Linked DNA regions of Sus scrofa: regions 2 and 3 are each linked to region 1. The links are chromatin contacts, called in public HiChIP or PLAC-seq maps. All regions are on one chromosome and are shown on one strand. Each heading gives the region's core, a stretch centred on a gene start, on an enhancer-like site or on the middle of the called end of the contact. The rest is flanking DNA. Distances are from core to core; before and after follow the strand shown.

What was found. HiChIP or PLAC-seq counts read pairs in DNA pulled down with a chosen protein or histone mark.
Region 2: an H3K27ac HiChIP or PLAC-seq map of skeletal muscle shows a contact between it and region 1. The contact joins two enhancer-like sites. A contact is called at or near these places in 1 of 5 promoter capture datasets (liver), 4 of 47 Hi-C or Micro-C datasets (embryonic fibroblasts, heart right ventricle, liver and 1 more) and 2 of 2 datasets of contacts at active chromatin or transcription factors (alveolar macrophages and skeletal muscle).
Region 3: an H3K27ac HiChIP or PLAC-seq map of alveolar macrophages shows a contact between it and region 1. The contact joins two enhancer-like sites. A contact is called at or near these places in 2 of 2 datasets of contacts at active chromatin or transcription factors (alveolar macrophages and skeletal muscle).

The regions. Positions count from the first base shown.
Region 1 is chr14:100,280,064-100,284,007 of Sscrofa11.1, forward strand. No RefSeq gene overlaps it. Among named protein-coding and RNA genes, the nearest start is that of RNLS, 320 kb to the right of the region's middle. Within about 2 kb of position 1,643, at least 48 of the 83 cell types and tissues checked have an H3K27ac peak or open chromatin away from gene starts, as enhancers often do. A contact at or near this core is called in alveolar macrophages, liver and skeletal muscle, where this site is marked.
Region 2 is chr14:100,410,305-100,414,270 of Sscrofa11.1, forward strand. All of the region lies in intron 4 of RNLS (renalase), which reads right to left. Among named protein-coding and RNA genes, the nearest start is that of RNLS, 190 kb to the right of the region's middle. Within about 2 kb of position 1,912, at least 43 of the 83 cell types and tissues checked have an H3K27ac peak or open chromatin away from gene starts, as enhancers often do. A contact at or near this core is called in liver and skeletal muscle, where this site is marked.
Region 3 is chr14:100,025,656-100,029,608 of Sscrofa11.1, forward strand. No RefSeq gene overlaps it. Among named protein-coding and RNA genes, the nearest start is that of PTEN, 98 kb to the left of the region's middle. Within about 2 kb of position 2,541, at least 5 of the 83 cell types and tissues checked have an H3K27ac peak or open chromatin away from gene starts, as enhancers often do. A contact at or near this core is called in alveolar macrophages, where this site is marked.

The DNA of each region.
Region 1 (3,944 bases), core at 393-2,892:
CTATACAAGCCAATATTTTCATCTCATAACAACTATTTTTATGCCTGGACATCTCAATGTATTTCAAATATTGAGGTATATATATATATATATATATTGTCTTTCTCACAGAGTTTTCTTTTTCTATAAACATATACACTATTTCATTAAAAAGGATGGTAGTATTTCATGACCAACCCCACTACTTTCATAGTTAGGCAAAATATTGCAAGTAGGTAATTCAAAGAACCTCTGTTTCAGCTCATAGTTTTCCTCATCCAGGAACTTAACACTTTACAACAGTCAACCCAGATATGAATACACAAAATAAGATGCTATTTAAAAGAGGCTGTTAAGTGGTTCTGAAAATGGAAGTTAGAAACCTAGATTTGCATCCAAGTTCTACCACTTACACATCAAGCAAAACTTGAATCAGTTTCAGCCCCATCAGTAACATAGTGGTGACGATACATGACCCGCCAGGTTCCTGTGAGGGGTAAATCACATGATGTGGGGAAAACAGGAACACAGCACAGTGATACTCAGTACCCTTTAACTGGCACGACTGAAAAAAAAAAAAAATTACACATATACATACTGCGCAAAAGGCAATTTCACATTACCAAGGCATTACTACTGAGGCATTCAATGTCAGCCTAATTAAAGAAAATCCTACTTTCCTTGAAGTTCTGTTTGCTTTCTGAACTTTTTGGCCTGGAGCAACACCTTTTGCTAATCCATTTTATATTCATTGTTTTAGTCAAGGGACAATTAATCAGACACTGGGATTTGGGAGTCTTGAGTTCCACGTCGAGCATGCACAGTCTGGTGACCTTGAACAATCAGTGGAATCACGCTCTTTTGTGAACCTCTTTTTGCCTTGCCCTGAAGGCAGAGCATTAGTCCCATCCCTCCTTTCTGCCTGCTCAGCACTAACTCTGCAACGCTTGTTACCCAAAATCAGGACATCGATGTTTTAATTCACAAGAAAAATCCAATTCATGTAATATCTTTATCCCTCTATGAACTGTGGGGGGAAAGGCAAGCAACCAAGCCTAAACGTTCAGCCGAAAGCATTTGCCAATATTCCTTTCAAGCAATAACCTCTCCGCAAGGCCAGCAGCTTTTTCACTGACACCTCATTTTGCTGCTGGAAAGAAAACCTTTTCTACATTCACTGCCTCCACCTGAACTGCTCGGTAATTGAAAGTCATTTTGTTTTTCCAATCACCCTCGGCAGCGACATGCACACTACCCATCCCCTTCACTGTCTAAATCGGGGGCTGAGGAAAAGTCCCTGTGGGAAGCGTGAACAGCCAGCAGCTGCGCTGGGCCTGGCCAGCTGAACTTCAGCCTGCTCCTTGGCCCAACCCCAGGACTGATAAAGCCTTTGCTAAGCTTTAGATTTCCCAGGCTTTTGTGAGCCAAAGGGAAGACCGCTTTCGTCGGTCCTGATGGCCTCTTTGTGTTCCTTGGGCCTGTTAACTCTTGTCTCAGGCAGGAAGAGAGTGAGGGGGACCAGGCTCGGTGCGGGGCCCATGCTTCCAGCCTGCTTCGAGTTGTCCAGCAAAGGCTGACCTATATTCCAGTGACACACACCAGATCTGAGTAGGACAGAACTGCCCAGGGAGCCGCCCACCCCTCCTCCTCCTGCTTCCTCAGCCAAGAGGGCAGCCAGATCTGTACACGAAGTTCTCTCTTGTCAGCCTGATGGCAGGACAGGGCTCCAGACGGGGGTTCTTAGGAGGTGAACCCCCACCACATGAACCGCAGGGCACCCCCTCTCCCCCACTGTCTTTCCTCCAGGGAGTGTAGCAGGAACCAGAAGGGTGCAAAAAAGTCGGTCTCTTGAGTTTGTTCAAAATTATTTCCTTCCAGCCATTGTTTTTGGAATGCTTTGCTGCATTTCTTTAGAGTGGGCAGATGGCAGGATCCTGGAGGTGTAAAACAGCTACAAAAACCAAGATGATTCAAACAGAAGGAATATGTATAAACCCTGCTGGATCATCCTAATATTAATCAGGAGAATTTTTTTTTTTCCTTCTCTCCAGGATGTTTAAAGTCTTCATGTTTTCTGTGTGCCTTCCCCCTTTAAAAAGAACACAATGTATAAATGGGTTGCTTTGGGGATCTTGGCTGGGAGCACTGGCGTCATTTTTTTGTATTCAGCTTATTTTGAGGACAAGCCCAATGGACAGACTTGAGAGCAAGACCTCTCACTTTGAGGAGACAGAGGAAAGTGAAAATGGAACTCCCATGGAGGGGAGCCGAAACTGGACAGCCAAGGATGGTGCCATCCAAAATACAGGAACCATGCCTGAAAGAGATAATTTCAAGTTGAGCTGTGGTTTACCACAGTGTCCTCGTGATCAGTCGAGTGGTCAGATGTCAGGGGTGACTGAAAATAAGTGCATTTTCCCACAGTGAAAGAAAAAAGAAGAAAAAACAACAACAACAACAACAACTTTGCCCATTCGAAGCAAATACTTGCACATTTCAGACTGGTTGGAGTAGGCTTGAAAATGTACTATCATCCTTGTGACTTGAGTGGAAAAAGCTGGAGAAGAAACAACGGTTATTTGCTTTTGATTAGCCACCCCACACCCCCTTTTTGTCCCTAAGGACCACAAGGAGTCTTTATTGCTCTGTCCCATGTTTTGTTCTATTCAAAAGATCTTCTGGGAGCAAGGGTTATGTGTTTACGCCATGACATGGCTGGCACTGGCGGGGAGAGGAGAAGGAGTCCCAGAGTGATTTCAAATTGAAGGGTTTGGTGACTCTGTGTGGGCTAGATCTTCTTCCTTCCACCTGTGGTACAGCCTGGCTTCAGAGAGGCAGCTGCAGAGACTTCTTTTCCTGCTGGGTGTGTGCAGAAGGACTCTGGGATTCAAAGCGTTAAAGTGTCATCTGCAATGGGAAAAATGGCTTAACCACAAATGCATCCTGTGCTGGCCTAGTTATGTGTTACTGTGTATGTGTGTACTTTTTTTTTTTTTTTTCCATTTCAAAATCTCTCTTTCATGAGCTCATATCCTAAAATGTCTCCTTTCTAATTTAATGAGAGGGATTCCATCCACTCAGAACAGGGTGCTTTCAACCATCATGTCTGCCAGAAAATCACAGAAAACCTCAAAGGTGAAACCCAGAACATCAAATCACTGATTGGAAAAATAAAGGTTTGATTTGGAAATCACACACCAGGCAACCTGAAATCTCACTCCCCTGGTGTCTATTCTTTCTTTTCATCTTTTTGTTCATCATGAATCCTGATCTGATCTCCCCGATCTCACTGAGCCGGCAGCACCTTGAGCAATGCGGTGGCTGCAAAATCCCCTGCTGACTTTGTTTTGGCTGGAAGTACAACCCACATATGGGAGAATTAAGCTAAAACATCACAGAGCTAATAGCATGCCTCTGTGCAGCGGTAGCCGATCAGTAGAAAAAGGTGACATCATGGATATTCCAGAACTTCAGGTCTGTGGTGCAAAGCAGCTTCCCGGCTGGACATGAGAGCCAGAACCTGGATTGGAGACAAAAACAACTCTCCCTTCTCATAAATATCTGCTCTGGAGTTCAAAAATATTCTAAGTGCGATGGCTCAGAAATGGTCCCTTTCCGTGGAGACCTATCTGATTTTCCAAATCCAATCACAAACTTTTTAATAGCATGTCATGAACCTCTCAGCTCATTATTTCTCTTCAAAGCCCTCTGGTTTGCCAGCTTAGAGCCTGTGAAGTGTTGTTTGATGATGTGCTGCACCATAAATAAACGCATAGTACATGCTAAAATCCATCCTTCACTACTTCTGGCTTTCCCACCAGGAATACTGCCATATAATCAGGGATGTGTGATTTGCTGCAATTGCTCTGAATCGAGGGTTTTTTCTTTAAACACATCCAATGTGTAATGTAGGTAATATAACAGATTTATTACGTTTATCTAAATTCCATTTTTTTTCTCTTCCT
Region 2 (3,966 bases), core at 662-3,161, 130 kb after region 1:
TTTGCCTCTAGGACTATAAAGCTTAATATATTTACTCTTAGGCCCCTACAGAAAAAAGCTGCCAATACCTGACCTAGAATATCTTCTTACGATCCTTTTCACAAGGTCCAGGTAAAGATAATTCTCAGAGTCATTTTATAAACTCATGCATGTTGAGTGCTTACTACGTACAAAATTTCTTCTCTGTGAGAGAGGCACTATTATTCCCAATTTTTGGTATGGAGCCTTGCCTAAGGCCATACACTAATAAATAAATGAACTATGATTTAAATCTGTGTTCCTGACAGCAAAACCTAGGCTGTGTGACCTTGGGAAAGTTACTTAAACTCTCTACACCTCAGTTTCCTCGTCTGTAAAATAAAGGTTATAACTACAGTATCACTATATCATAGAAATAATTTAAGTATTCAATTAATTAATATATGGAAAGTCCTTAGAATAGCTCTAGTAGAGAGCAGTCAGAAATGGGCTGGAGGTCCAATAACAGGAAAAAAATCAATAAAATAGTTTATTATTTAGAAGGATTTGATGGAGAATAATTCCCAGTTCAGCTAGCAATTAGAGCTTTTCACTTCTTAAAGAATCTGTGCTATTGGTAGAGGTTTGTTAAGGAAAAAAACCCTAATGTTATGTATATGCAGAAATTAAACACTACATTTAAATATGACTAATGCAGATATACTTAAGTGTTTGAGAAAGCCAGTTGGGGTCATACTCACTTGGCTTATCCTAAGCTTTGCTACTTGTTAGTTGTGTGACGTTGCGACTCAACCTCTCTGATCATCCGTATCCTCTTTTGTAAAATGTAGATTATGGGTAGTTTACCAGTCAGGAATGAGGTGAGGAATTGGGAAAAATAAAGCAAACAAAATAAAACAAAAATGTGCATCAAAAGTACCTAATACAAGGCTTGGCATAAGAATGAGCTCAGTAAATGCTAGTTCATTTTCCTTAGCCTTTCTAAATTGATCTACAGCTTAAAAACATAGCAAAACTAAACAACAAAACCAATCAAAGTGAAAAAAACTCCAAACAAACAAGAGCCATCTTATTGATTGGGTATTGGAGGATAGGGAGACTACTGAGAAACAAAAAACAAAGACAAAAACAAAATAAAATGAAAGGACTTTACTAGAGCTGCCAGATAAAATACAGGACATCCAGATAAATTTGAATTTCGGGTAAATACTTTTTTTTTTAGTGTAGGTATATCCCAAATATTGCATGGGACATACTTATGCTCAATAAATTATTGTTTATCTGAAATTCAAATGTAACTGGGTGCCAGGTATTTTTTTTTATTACATCAGGCACCCTAGACATGACAGAATATAGTAAGAAACCTCATGCCCTGCACAGCCAACAACCCTCAGAATTCAAAAGAGCTGACTGTATTTCCAACTCTAACTGCAAAGGCTTCCAAGAGAAAGGCTGACCCCATCCACCATGTCTTTGCCAAGTGAAGAGCCCAGACAGGAACCACCATGTGAGTGATTCTGCCTCCTCTGCACCCAGTGTGGGAGCCTGGTGCAGAAGCAGCAGGAAAACTGTGGCACCCGGCCCATTGTCCCTTTGAGTCCCTCTGCCCCAGGCTTTCCTTCGGGTGGGGCCCTGCGGTCACAGTGTGGTGACTCTTTGTCTCAGCACCCCTGCCACGCCCTGCTTAGTCCACCTGGAGGTGGGGGTGGGGTGAGTGAGAGAGAAAACAGGTTGGAGGAGAAAAGAAAAGCCTTATCAATTTTATATTTTTCTTAGCAGGGTTGTGCTCTGCTGTTCTGGTCTGCAAAACTTTAATTATTACTTTGATGCAGGGTGGCTGCAGATTGTCATTGCTAGGCCTGATTTAATAGCCTGCTTGCACAAAGTCCGATAGAGATTGCTTTTGTTGCACTTTCGAACAGCTCGTGACGGTGGCTCTTTTACGTTGAGGAGGAAACTCTGTGGTTAAACTGTAGCCTAGGTATTTTTAGAGCCGTTACCATGTTAACCGAATTTCGTACATTTCACCTGCAGGATATGCAGTAGTGCTTAGGGCCTTCCCTAAACTCTAACCAAAAAATATATGATTTAACAGTTGTTAATACTGTGTTTAGGACCAACTACATGGTATCAGAACATCTATTCACCAAATACGTGGGCTGCCTAAGAATTCCTTTTTGGCCTAAGAATTCCTTTTTGGATGGGTGGTACTGTGCCATTAGGGAGTGTGTTTTTCCCTGGTACAGAATGATTTGAAGGAACCTAACCAAAAGGCTAAAACTGGTTAGTTCTAAAGGTCAGAGCCTGAAGGCAGTGACCCATTTGTTAATCATTAAGCTTTTCTAAGCCATCTCTGACAGAATTCTGGCTTTCTGCCATTTCTCTGGTCATTTTAAGCTGCAAATTCTTGTACTGTTTCAGTTTTTAAGTAGGTAGCAAAGGTTATGAGAAAGACATCAGTTCTTAGTTATTTTTCCTTATCAAACGTCTTTAGGGTTTTGGAAAGCAGAGCTGTTCTGTGTTAAGGGAATCTTTTTAAACATTCCAGCTCTATAGCATTTAAAGATGGACCAGTGGGTCTTCTAAACAGGGAGGGTTTCTAGCTATTATTCCCATGTTAATTAGTTTCCAAAGATAAACAGGAAGTGAGTGAGAGGACACCCACTTAGCCATTAGGTATTAGTTCCCAAATCACTGCTATCCTTAGTGGTTATTTTCAAAAATCCCAGCACTGAAAGTCAAAGAAACAGGAGCAATGTGTTTACCATCTTCTGTCATCAATTAAAAACTGGAAGAGCTCTAAAATATTCTGAATGTTATTTTGTGAAGCCCAATGAGGCTCAAGTGATAGGATGTTTTATTCCCAAATTTAATACCAGTTTATGTTCTGGTCTATCTGAATTAAGGTCGATTTGTACACCAAAAAAAACCCAAAACAAAACAAAAAACAAAACTCCCATAAAAAAAATTAAATTGTATGTAGCCAAGGGATATTAAGCTGCTGAAATACTTGCTATGATATTGAACACGGAATAGTTGTTCTCTATTTCTCAAGGGAAAAAACACTGTCAAACCTTGCTTATCCATAACCCAAACTTCCGGAAGGCTTAAGTATTTGGAATTGCTCCAAACCCTGAATGAGGAGTGGAGAGAGGGATGCAGAGGAAGGACAGGAAGGAGGAGGGGGAGAAGGGGGGAGTGGGGGAGGGAGAGAAGGAGAAGGAGAGAGAATGAGAGAGGAGAGAGAGAGAGAATGAGAACTACCAGAAAGCAAGCAAGTCAGCTTTTAGAAGTAGACCTGAAGCCCTAGCAACACTGAAAAGAGACCTGGAGGTTACATCTGATTGGCTTACCAGCCAGAAGGAATGGTGAGCTCTGATTGGCTGGTGATGATGTCTCCAAATAACCAGCTTTTTCAGGAAAGCAAATTTATGTGGCAGAAGGGACTAGAGACCGAAGAAGCAGGCAAGAAGGAAAGGGAGAGAATAGGACAAACTGAACGGCAGATTATTTGTAGCAGAGGTGATGTCTGATATTAAAATGAGAAAATGAATAACAACACCTATTTATGGAACTGCTTACACTTTACAAAGTGCTTTTACATGTAATCATTGATATTTTCAAAGACCAGCAGGGCTCCCAGAAATTAAATAGCATGCTCCAGGTCACTCAGCTACTAAGAAAAATAGCAGAGATTTTCTGGCCACAAATCCAATACTTCTAATGCCACACAGGTGTTGGGGAAATGATTTGAAGTTGTCCTGCAGGACAGACAGTAGTAGATGCTCTGAACGCAGAAAAGAGAATCAGAAACTACATCAGCCTATAGTTTAGTGGGAAGGGCAAATAGAGGTGTGTGTGTGGCTCTCTGCCTTTCATGACCTCAGACCTCGAAAACACAGACATAGGGAATGTGGGTGTTTGGAAGAGGAGATAGTAGTGGTACAGGTGAGAGCTCAGAGGGCAGTTCTGAATCCATTTCAATGA
Region 3 (3,953 bases), core at 1,291-3,790, 250 kb before region 1:
TAATTAATTTGCTGCTAATGTGAAACTCTTTTTATTCTTTTATTCTTTCCAGATAATTAGCCACAGATTTAAAACTTAGTCTTAAATGGCCTAAGTTTTGGTTAGCAGTGCCAATACTAGTGCAGAAGAAATATCTGAGTAATAAATACTCGGTCCAAACTGGCATGAGGACAGTACCTAAAAAACTAGCAAAAGAGACAATAGAGAAAAATATTTTAAAATTTATAAAGATGAGCTGTTAGAGACTGATTTTCCTATAGAATTATGTAACTATAAGAAGCCTAATGATTAAATTGCTTATCAGCTGTTTTTAATTTTAGAGCAATCTATTCTTTTATGACCATGATCTTGCTATTTTTCCAGCTTTTAAAAGATCTTCCTTACGAGTATATCAGAGTGTATGTAGCCACTCTGACAAATTTATATTTGTTGGTAGCTTTAAACGTTTGTAATGTGAAGTCAGTGAAGAACAAAATAGTTTCCTTGGTGGTGATAACCTTTGGTTCTTAAGTTAGCTATTTTGAGAATACTTTTCCACAGCAACAACAAGAAATCATCATTCATAATCCCACTACCTGGAAACATAGCCATTATTAATACTCTAGTGATTATACACATATTTTGTTTGAATATTCATGTGTATGTTTTCTTTAAGAAATGAATTCTGTACTGTGCATCCTCTCAAAGCCTTTAAGCTTAGTACTTCCATCATGGATTTGTAGAATGTTAAATTATATCAGAAAATGAACAGTGGTTGGATTCTAATGCTACAGGTGCAGACTATGTGCAGCTATTAAGAGCCCTTTCCAAATCAGTGGATCAATCATGGACATTTAAATATTGTTGGCGTCAGAATGGTACATGTCTAAGTAAATAGAACAGTTACATTCATTTAGTATAGACAGGCTTAACGTAGCTGTTTCTCTTCAAAAACCATTTCAAACATTTGCATTTTGGAGTTATGTGTTAAGCAGAATGTGTTAAACACTATGTTGGTGGTTAATTTTATCATCACCTTTCTGTTTCCCCTTATAGGTTGGAAAAGGATGAGCTTTTCACTTTTTAGGATTCCCGAACAGTGGCTCAATTTAAAGCGAATTAGTTTAACACTTGCAAAAAAGAAAAAAAGCTACTGCTGGTTTATCACTTTAAATCTGTGTACTCATGAGACTTACATCAAAAAACTATTTCATGAATGGTTTGCCTTTGGCTCTGGAACTTAATCATGTATAGTATAATGGTGTGCTTAGAACCTACAACTCTTGACAGTTACTTGAGAATTGGAAAAAAAAATTGGAGGACAGTACATATAAACAAATGTATTGATATTTTAAGAACATTTTTACCTATATGAGTGAAGTCAACTGCCATCTTTGAGCATTACCACATTTTAAAATAAAGCTGCATATTTTTTAATGAAGTGTTTAAGAAGGATTTATATTTTTCATTTTTTAATTAAAATTTATATCACCTTTGTTGCATGTGGATTCTCACTGTGCTTAAAATGGTTAGAGATTTTGTTTGTGTTGGAGTGAAGTAAGGCTTGTAGTTCTGGCTCTAGTGTTTCAGTTTTGTCAAATCTGTTTACTGTAGTAAAATTCTTCAAACTGGTTTCTGTAGCTTATCAAACTCTAGCTTTTGTTTTATGTATATTTTTAGGATTTTCTGCTTACTCTCTATAGTTGTCTAAATGATATCCCACATTTACAAATGCCCTTTCAGTTTCTATTTTCTTTTTCCATTGTAATGCCCTAATGGGCCGTTTATAAGTGTGTGCACACACATCTGTGTGTGTAGGGAGGTTGTGGGTGTGTGGGTGAATTAGATGTTTGAAAGTGCTAGACTCCAATTATAGAGATTAAATAGCTGAATTTAGGCAAACAGTTCTCAGTGGAGTATTATAACTCATTATAATGAAAATAATGTTAGCCCTGGATGACCTTTGACTACAGTAATGAATCTTGCATATTAATGAATTTGTTGGTAGCATCTTGCTGTGTGCATTAATGGGTTATTTTCTAAGTTGCACATTTAACCAAAGTTGATATATTGGAAATGTTTATATCACATACCATTTGGCTACTGATGGACGTAAAAAATAGAAATGCTTTCCTATGGAGAGTATTTCTTCCTTAAAAAATTAAAGAAGTTAATTATTTTTAATAACTGATTTTAAACTTTGACAATTATTTATCACATCCCTGCTTTATATAACAGATGTTTGGAATATATTAGAGATCAAAACGACACCCTCTCTTGCTTTTGAGGAGTTTCCACTCTGGTAGAGGAAATAGACTTCATTAAAATAATTATATGTGATATTATGATAACTAAATATTCCATATGCTCTGCTAAATTCCACCCCCTTGAGGTTAGATGGGCCACTGTAACTAGTTTGTTCCAATGAAATAGGAGTGAAAGTGATGTGACACTTCCAAGGAACGACATTGAAAATAAAATCCATTGTACAATCTTTCAGCTTCTCTCTACTACAGTGACCGAGGACATGACATGTTCCAAATGGTGCAACTCTGTCAGCCTGGATCTTGAAGTACTCTATGAAGCAGAACTTCCTCAAATTCTCCAACATCAAATGTGTTCGATATTAACATAAGCAAGAAACAAGATATTAATTTACACTGAGATTTGGGGACAATTTTTTACCGTAGCGTAATTAATTATATTATGACTAATGCTTTGGAAGGGTCAGGGAAGGCTTTCTTGAGCAAGGAAGAGGAAGTTGAGAATGAAGCAAAACGCAAAGTGACACTTTAAAACATGATGCAATAAAACTGAATTGTGAGTCACCCAATAGTTACTGAACACTTAATATGAGTCAAGCACTGTTCTAGGTACTTGGGATACAAATGGATGAACAATAGATGCCCATCTTCATGGATCTTACATTCTAACGAGGGATAATAAACATACCATATATAAGTTAATAAGTGCTGTGTGGGGAAAATGTGGAGTCGGTAAAGAAGACCAGGTATGCAGAAATAGAGAGATTGCAGCATTGAATAGGTTAAGTCCAGAATAGGTCTCACCGGGAAGCTGAGAATTTAACAGAGCCCTGAAATAGTAGTTAGAATTTTTCATGCTTTTAATCAACAAGATGCACTCATCCTCTGTAAAAATTTATTCTGGCCTTGTACAACTACATTCTAAGTTTTTAAGATTATTATTTGGTATATCTAGGGAGAATTTTTATAAAGACTACCACTCAAAATAGTCATAATGTTCTGAGTTATTTTGTTTTCTAAATTGGTTTGGCAAAATTTATGTAAACAATCCATTTCTCTCTATTCTCAGTTGAGTTCATTTAAAATTCTTTTTACGATCTTACTAAATGTGTGTGTGCATTTTAGAAATATTTGCTATCACTTTCCAGTAGAAGTTAAAAGTTCTGTTATGGCCTTAAATACTTCTGTAAAGCTAAAAGGAAATGTCACTTATGATATATTAATGGGAAACAAGTTGTAAATTTTCAGTTACACAAAAAGCAAAATTGAAATTTATGGCCTAGTGCTATATATTCTTAACACATAAGCAAAAACCTCTGGAAATTTGTAAATATCTAAAGGTAAAAGATGTTTTTTCACAAAGAGGGACCCCCCCCCCGCCCCCGCTTCTATCCCTTTTCGAGATCCAAGAAGTTTAACTTTGTGATTGAGGAAAAATGGCATATTTAAATTAATTTGATATGGTAGAAATTTGCAATGATACATATAATTGGACATAAAATGCTGAAAGAAAATGCTATTAGCTTTTCTTTTTAAAAAAATAGGATTTTAAAAGGTGTTTTTAAAGACATTTCCTTGGCAGTTTTTCATTGTTTTTACCTGAGTCTAAGGCTTTTTTTAAAAAATACATTTTACTTGGCTTTAGAAGAATTTGAGGTATCTGAATGGGTTTCCCCGATATGAGAAAAGAATGTCAAGTAAATTTTGAAA